2 separate regions of the Sus scrofa genome follow, and region 2 is linked to region 1. A link is a contact called in public promoter capture Hi-C data. All regions are on one chromosome and are shown on one strand. Each heading gives the region's core, a stretch centred on a gene start, on an enhancer-like site or on the middle of the called end of the contact. The rest is flanking DNA. Distances are from core to core; before and after follow the strand shown. Region 1 holds the start of PSMB9 (proteasome subunit beta 9). Region 2 holds the start of GCLC (glutamate--cysteine ligase catalytic subunit).

Evidence for each region. Promoter capture Hi-C pulls out the DNA fragments that hold promoters and counts their contacts.
Region 2: a contact with region 1 is called in a promoter capture Hi-C map of liver, with 7 times the contacts expected there. The contact joins the promoter of GCLC here to the promoter of PSMB9 in region 1. A contact is called at or near these places in 2 of 5 promoter capture datasets (fetal liver and liver) and 2 of 47 Hi-C or Micro-C datasets (heart right ventricle and liver).

What each region holds. Positions count from the first base shown.
Region 1 is chr7:25,069,345-25,073,459 of Sscrofa11.1, reverse strand. It overlaps PSMB9 (proteasome subunit beta 9), which reads right to left and starts at 1,263. Exons shown (of 6, transcript NM_001037961.1): 1 at 1,018-1,263. The coding sequence starts at 1,077. TAP1 (transporter 1, ATP-binding cassette, sub-family B (MDR/TAP)) reads left to right here and starts at 1,672. Exons shown (of 11, transcript NM_001044581.1): 1 at 1,672-2,277; 2 at 2,743-2,857; 3 at 2,992-3,122. The coding sequence starts at 1,692.
Region 2 is chr7:27,207,169-27,210,973 of Sscrofa11.1, reverse strand. It overlaps GCLC (glutamate--cysteine ligase catalytic subunit), which reads right to left and starts at 1,406. Exons shown (of 16, transcript XM_003482164.4): 1 at 801-1,406. The coding sequence starts at 950.

The DNA of each region.
Region 1 (4,115 bases), core at 14-2,513:
ATGAAGGAGAATAAAGGTACAATTTTAACTCCCGTTGAGTTGGAAAGAACCTTTAGAAGAAACTGAGTCACTGAGAAGGTGAGTGACTCGTCCAAAGCACACAACTAAAACCCAGGTCTAGTTCTCATGCTTTGTTCTGACTTCTTACTCTCCACTGCTCATCTGGCTGTGAGGGGAGATTATCTGATTTATAAATGGTTTTATGGCTCTCCTTCTCACCACTCCATAAGTTACCTTGGCCCCCAGGGATATTAGCCTGAGTGTTCATTTTGACCTACTGATTGGTCATGAATAGCCCACCAGGGAACAGGGGCAACCCCATCCTAGAGGGTGTTGCTTTACAACAAAGCTGCTCTGACGCTGAGTGGTGGCAGTAGTTTGAGAGCAGAAGCCAGCCAGTCTTGGGCTGCCATCTGCCCCCCGGGGGCCCAACCTGGGCAAAAGTCCCCCGGCAGGTGTGTGCAAGACCTTGGAAAGGGAGCATGGCAGCGCCTGGGCCAAGCAGGAGCCTTCCTGGGCCCAGCTGGAGAAGGGCACTACCAGCTCACATAGAACCCCCATGATCAGACTATGAGTTACCCAAGGGCTGGCTTATCAAACGGTTGTGTCCCTTCTCCATTAGTACCCATACTCCCATCTCTCAAGCGCTGTCCTACTTCACCCAGGGCACAATTTCCTCATCTCTGTGCATCCTCTCCAACCCCCTCCCTTGATTTAACCATCCCCCCCCTCCAGTCCAGAGTGAAAGCGAAAGCGCTTTGGAACAGCTTCCCCTTAACGCTTCCACCTAAGGGCCAATGCATCCCCTTTCTACCAGCCTCGCGTGCCCAGTCCCTTCGCGGACCCCTAGACGACCCCCTCCAGAACAGAGACGCCTGTATTCATTTCAGGGTGCAAGCAGCTGGCTGCTACAAGCTATCTCCTCACGCTTGTTAGTCTTCAAATTTACTCCTTGGCGCTTCCAGGGTCCCCTTGTCGCTCCACCCCTCTGCTGGCCCTCAAGCCCAGACTCATTACCCCAGTGTGGACTTCTCCGGCCCGGGGTAAGTCCCCAGTAGGTCCTCCAGCCCGCAGCATCCCGGTGCCACGCTCCTCGCTGCCTTGGGCACTGGTTTCCGACCTGGGACAGCACGGGGTGAGCTGCCTTACAGCCCCGCCCCTTCACCACGCCCGCCAGGGGGCGCCCGGGTCCGCTCCTTGCGGCTTCGCACCCCTGCGCCAACCTGTGTGGTGCAGGTCTGCCCGGAGACAGATGACGTAAGATCCCTACCAAAGGGCTGGGGTGAAAAAGTCCAGACCATTGGATCCCGCAAGAGGAGGCAAGGAAAGAAGGAGGGTCTGGCGTTGGTGATAGTGAAGGTGGAGCGCCAGGGCTCCTCCCCCAAACCTCAGATCTGATGCCAACGCCCTCCTCCAAAATAGTCCGGGCTGGCCGCCTTGGGGAAGTGGGCGGGTCTAGTGAGCCGGCGGCCGCTTTCGTTTTCCCTTTCCCATAAACCGCTTGCTTCCAGCTCGCTGAGGCGGTCCAGGTCGGTTCCCGGGACTTTCCGAGATCCCCGCCCCGGCCCGCCCCTGGACCCTCCCCGCTGCGGGTCCGGGCCTGCTCGGGCACCCACTCCGACAGCATCCAGAGAATCCAGCCCAGCAGGGATAGCGAGAGCCCCAGGCCGGGGGTCGACCTCGTACGGCCAATGGCCAGCTCGGGGTCCTCCGCTCCCTGCGGGTGTCTCTGCGTCTCCCGAGCTTCCCTCCCTTGGCTGGGGGCAGCGCTGCTGCTTCTCGCCGACTGGGTGCTGCTCCGGCCGGCGCTGCCCCGGATATCCTCCCTGCTGCTGCCCCCAGCGCTGCCGCTGCTCCGGGTCTGGGTGGTGGGCCTGAGCCGTTGGGCTGTGCTGTGGTTGGGGGCCCGCAGCGTCCTCAGGGCGACGGTTGGCTTCCGGGAGAAAAGCACAGGACTTCGGGGATGGCTGGCAGCTTTGGAGCCGCTGGCGGCGGCTCTGGGCTTGGCTCTGCCGGGACTTGCCTTGTTCCGAGAGTTGGGCTCGGGAGCGGCTGACAGCACGCGGCTACTGCACTGGGGGAGTCGCCTCGATGCCTTCGCCCTCAGCTATGCGGCGGCATTGCCCGCGGCCGCCCTGTGGCATAAGCTTAGCAGCCTTTGGGTGCAAGGAAGTCACAGAGGCTCTGGAGTGACAGTGAGCCGGCTTCTCGGCTGCCTGGGCTCAGAGATCCGCCACCTCTGGCTCCTTCTGACCCTGGTGGTCCTCTCCAGCCTTGGTAAGGGGGATGCGGGGGGAGGGAGAGGGAGGCTAGAGGGCTGGGTAGGAATCAAGCCTAACGGTCAGTGAGATAGACAGGTGTGAGTTCTCGGAAATGTGGATAAGAGCAAGCCCACCCCGCTCAGGTCCACTTGGTGGAGAGGAAAGAGCCCTGGACTGGGTGGGAGTCAGGAGTCCTGGACTCCAGTGCTGCTCAGGTGTTGCTTCACTGGCCACCTTGGGCGAGCTCTTTCCTCCTACCATCCTAGGCTTCTTAATTAACCCTCTAAAGGTCTGGTGAGGCCACAGGATTACGAGTTCCCCGGGGGCCCATTCCAGTGCCGAGAGTGTGCGCTGTTTCTGCAGGATAATGGGCAAGGGTGAAGGGAGGATGGGCGGGAGGTGCAGCCTGGTTAGAGCTGAGCTGCTTAGGCTGCTTAGACTTGCTCTTTCTGACCCGCCCATCTCTCCTCTCCCTCCCCAGGGGAGATGGCCATTCCGTTCTTCACAGGCCGGCTCACTGACTGGATTCTACGAGATGGGGCAGGTGCTGCCTTCACGCAGAACCTAACTCTCATGTCCATCCTCATCATAGCCAGGTCTGACTGCTGAGCTTGGAAGGCTGGGGACGGGGGACCCTGAAAAGGGCGCAGTTGGAAGTTGGGGCCGCCCTCCAAAGTGCACTTCTACGGGGTCCCTGACCGACCGGCCCTCCTTCTTTGTCTCCCTCTAGCTCGGTGCTGGAGTTCGTGTGCGACGGGATCTATAACAGCACCATGGGCCGCGTGCACAGCCACCTGCAGGGAGAGGTGTTTCGGTCTGTCCTGCGCCAAGAAACAGAGTTTTTTCAGAAGAATCAAACAGGTGTCTTATGAACCTCTTTCATTATCCGTCTGTTTTCTATTTGTATCCCCACACTTCATCTTTTACTTATAATCTTGATCTTTCTCTCACACACACACAAATGGTGTCCCTTTTTATTCTTGATGTACTTCAAGAGCAAGATATGCTCTTTACCTTTAGAAAAGCCTACTGTTGGAGTTCGCCGGTGGCTCAGCGGGTTAAGGATCTGGTGTTGCCACTGCTGTAGTTCTGTGGCTGCTGTGGCTCAGATCGCTGCTGTGACTCAGTTTGCTTCTATGGCGAGGTTCCATCTGGCCAGGGAAATTCTGCATGCTGTGGGAAGGGCAAAAAAAAAAAAAAAAAAAAAAAAAAAAAAGACAAAACCAAAAACACAATAAAACAAAAAAAAAAATGATTAACCTACTGTTTCCACCCAAGATTTTTCCATAAACTATCCCTATAAGTGTATTTAGGTAGAATTTCAAACCTGGAAATTTTGAGATTAGAGAGTCTAGCTGACTCATTTTACAGAGAAGTGAAATGAGGTCTAGACCTAAATGCCAACATTTGCATGGATGCACATGGATGAAGACAAACTTGAGAGCAGAACCCATGTCTTGATTCCCAATCCAGTGCTTGCTGTGGTTTCCTGGACTGCTCTCTAGTAGTCTCTCCATTTTTCTCCAGCTCTTGTATGACCAGCTTAAGTTCTTCCTACCTATGAGCATGGTATATACAAGTTCTTTAAGGAACAGACACCTGTCAGAGAAACAGAAGTTCACATGGGCATCCATTTCTTTAAAAATTTTTTTTTCTTTTATGACTGCACCTGTGGCATATGGAAGTTCCTGGGCCAGGGGTTGAATCAGAGCTACAGGTGAGGCCTGTGCCAGTCATGGCAACACCTGATCCAGCATCTGTGACCTACGCCACAGCTTGTGGCAACAGCTGGTCCTTAACCCACTGAGCGAAGCCAGGGTTCCAGCCTGCAACCTCACAGAGACGGCGTCAGGT
Region 2 (3,805 bases), core at 157-2,656, 2.1 Mb before region 1:
TCGAGAAGTCATTTGATTATGTGAACTATAATACACGTGACTTTTAAAGACAGGAGGGGAAGGCATAAACGTCTTTTCGCGAGAAAAGACTAAATCTAACAGGAGGCAATGCTTTCCAGATCATTCCAATGACAATGGTTCAACACAGTGAGAATCTACGGACGTTACACTGAAACAGCACACATGTGGAAGCACGGATTCAGAAAGTTTCTATGCTAAATCTAGGCCATGAAAAGGCGCTAACAAAGCCGAATTTTGAAGCTCTAGCAGTCTGCATTTAGAATTAAAAAGGACCAGGAAGATTCCTCTCCTTTAGGAAAGCTGAGCCATAATTTGTTTCAACTTTTACCTATAAAGTGGTGGTGGTGCAAGGTGGCTGATAAGCTGGAGGTTTAACAGGTACCTGGAGGAGGTGGGGCGCAAGTGAATCCTGAAACCTGATTCTCAACAGCAACCGGCCTTCTTCATGTTAACGGCATTTTGAGACAGAACGGTGGGTCGCTAGGCGGTCGCCTAACACCCCAGCCTGAAAACTCCTCCAGGCACCCAGTATCACACTTTTCCACGCTTATACCCTCCCAGCGCCTATCCGCATTTGCTGAATGGAGAGGAACCCCGAATGAATGAATGGAAAAGAGAAGTCTGGCCAGAGACTCGGAGCAGGGGCCTGGACAGCCCTGGGCGGTGCTGGACCCTCGCGGGAGCGGCGGGGACCCTCGGGGCAGCGCAGGGCGCGAGCTGCCCGGGGCCGGGGCCGCGTCTCGCGGAACAAAGGGGCGCGGGGTGGCGGGGGTGCTCACCTCGTCGCCCCACTTGAGCACGTCCTTGTGCCGGTCCTTGACGGCGTGGTAGATGTGCAGGAACTGGAGGATCCCGTGCCGTCGCACGTGGTCGGCGTGGCGCTGGGTCTCCTCCCAGCTCAGGGGCGAGCCCTGGGACAGCAGCCCCATGGCCGCCCCCTATCCTGGTCCCCCGGGCTAGTGGCGGCCGCTCCGGGCTCCGGGCGCGCAGCCCGGGCCGGACACTCAGCTGCCCGCAGAAGGCGAGGGCGGCTTGGCCCCGCGGGGGCGCCCTCGGGCCGCAGTCGGCAGAATGAGGGTCCGGTCCGCTCCTGGGCACGGGGTCCTCGCCGCTCGGGCGACCGACCCAGACGTCCGGCGCACCGCGCGGACAGAAGCGGACGGGAGGGGAGGCTGGGTGGCCCTCTGCCCGACGGCCTGGACCCTCGCCCGCTCGAGTCCCGCCCCGCTCCTGCTCCGAGGCGGCGGCGGCGGCCCCCACAGCCGCGGTGCGCCGGCAGCTCCCGCTTCTCTTTGCCGGTGTCGTGCTCTAGCTTCTTCCTACTTATGACCAAAACCTGCGCCGCCGCGGAGCATGCCCAGTCCGCCTACCCACTAGCTCGCCGCTCCCGTGAGCGATCCGCAGCTCCGGATTTTATAGACTGCGGGCGGGGGCGGGGAAAGGAGGCGGTGCAAGAGAGGAGGCGTGGCCGATCGCCCCCAGGGGCCTAGGGAGGAGGCGGGGGAGGAGTGCATAGGCGTGGTTAGGGCGGAGTCCAAGGGGAGGGGCTCGGCGGCGAGGAGCCGGGTCAGCCTCGTTTTAAGCAAACGCGCTGTGTGAAAATCCGTTTTCTCTAATCCAAAAAGATAAACTCTGGGTTCGTGAAGAAATTTGATTATTCGAATTAATGAAGAATCCACTAGATATTTTTGTAGGTGAGGAGGGTCTCATAAAAGCGGGGCGAGAGCAGCAGGGTGTGGCAAGAAAATTTGTCTACACGTTTTCAGACATGTATGTATTAAAGTACTTGTGCAGTCTCACTATTTGGTAGCAGATGATACAGACACTATTAATTGCAACAAAAGGGGAGTTGTCAACATCTCCGGAAGGATCGTTAGATGAATCATCTCCAAAGTGTATTCCCCATCCAAACCTAAGATTTATCCATTAAGTGATTAAAATGGTGTTCATGTGAGCTTACCACAGGGGTTAGAAGATACTAGAAAGAACTGGGGTTGGCCCTAGGCTGGCGGGAAAGGGAAGGAACCAGGTATATCTCCCCCAGGTAATTTTAATTGTTCAAAAAAATGTGTGACAGAGCCATGAAATGACAGCTGGGGGGAAATTGACAGCAACTGGATCATACAGGTACTGAGGCCTGAAAGCATGTATTTATTGTGCCCACTTCCCTCATGCCACGAAGTTAACATTTAGCAAGTACTTCTTGACTGCTCTGTGGATATATGATCGAAGTTTATTCTCCCACATCCTTATTGGATGTGCCCATCTAGGAGCTTGGGGATATGGATATGCAGGATCTGTCTGTAATGGTCACAGGTGTGTGTTTGTCTGTGTGTGTGTGTGTGTGTGTGTGTGTGTGTGTGTCTGGAGTGTGGGGTGGCTGTGTATGTATGTTTGGAGTGTTGGGGGGTGTCTGGAGTGTGTGTGGGGGTGTGTCTGGAGTGTGGGTGGGGATGTAATGGTGTTTGAGGCTCAGGAGATGTTTCAATCCCCCTTTTCAACAGCCAGGATGAAAACTAAACCTCATTCTAACTTGTCCACAGCGGGATCTTCCTTGTATTCTGCCCACCACCTCACTAGACCTGTGTGGTCCTGGATTTCTCCCGTTTTTTCTGCTTGGAATTCTCCCTGTGACACGTTCTTTTCATTCTTTGAGTCCCAGTTACTCCTCTCTGTACTTTGGTTATATCTGTACATGTCTCTATTTCTACATTATGATAGAATCATTAAAAAAAAAATCTCTATACTATATACTAGTTCCCTCTGGAATAGAGAGGATTTATGCCTTTTGTACCTTTAAAACTGCTTGGTATAAACATTAGCTTCCTATGGAAGGCAGGCCATGTGGGGGTGGAGAGGGACGACATTGTTGGTCACATCCAGGTAAAGTGTCCAAAGGATCATTTTGTAGTTCTCACAATCTCATCTCACATATGCATACCTTGCATTGTTTAACACAATAGCCATCAGCCACAGGTGGCTGAGCATTTGAAATGTGGCTAATTTGAGAAACTAAATTTTAGTTTTAATCTACAAAAATATAAAATCGATATTCCATTTGGTTTCTGGAAAACTTCTAAGTAAATTTGGAACAGGTTGAGAATGTGAATCCACTTCTTCATCAGTTAGTTTCATGAAATTGAATTACAGGTCAAGTGTTTCCAAAGAAAATTTAGTGGACTGGAGATGTGCTGAGTGTAATACAAACACCAGATTCAAAGAGTTAATACACAAAAAGAAAAGAAATATCTCATTACTAATTTTATATTGATTACATATTATACCAGTACTCTGGATATGTTATAGTACATTACTTAATATAGTATATTGTTTCTTTTTAGTTTTTAAAAGTGGCTAACAGAAAATTTAAGGTTATATGTGTGGTTCGAATTCCATTTAACTGTAACACAAGTGTAGACATTCACACTTTGCAAAGCACACACTTTTCCACTACACCTGCAGCCTACCTCAAAGCTAGTCTCTTGGAAAAGTGTCAGTTTCATTTTAATAAGGAAACAGACAGGGGCATTTCAGTAGTAGACTAAATTCTAGTCTAGCCAAAGCTCTAAACGATACTGAATGTATTGAGAGCTAATAACTATAATTTTGAGTCACTCTGCCTCTGATTCCAGTTAACACTCACAGAGGGGGCCTCTCCCTCTACCCCCCAATTTCGAACTAGCTAAGAAAGAGCCCTGGGCTTTGGACAATCCCAAATCAGATGCAGCGTGGTGGCATCACCCGGAAGGTATGTCAAATTTAAACCATGACCTCCATGGTGCTT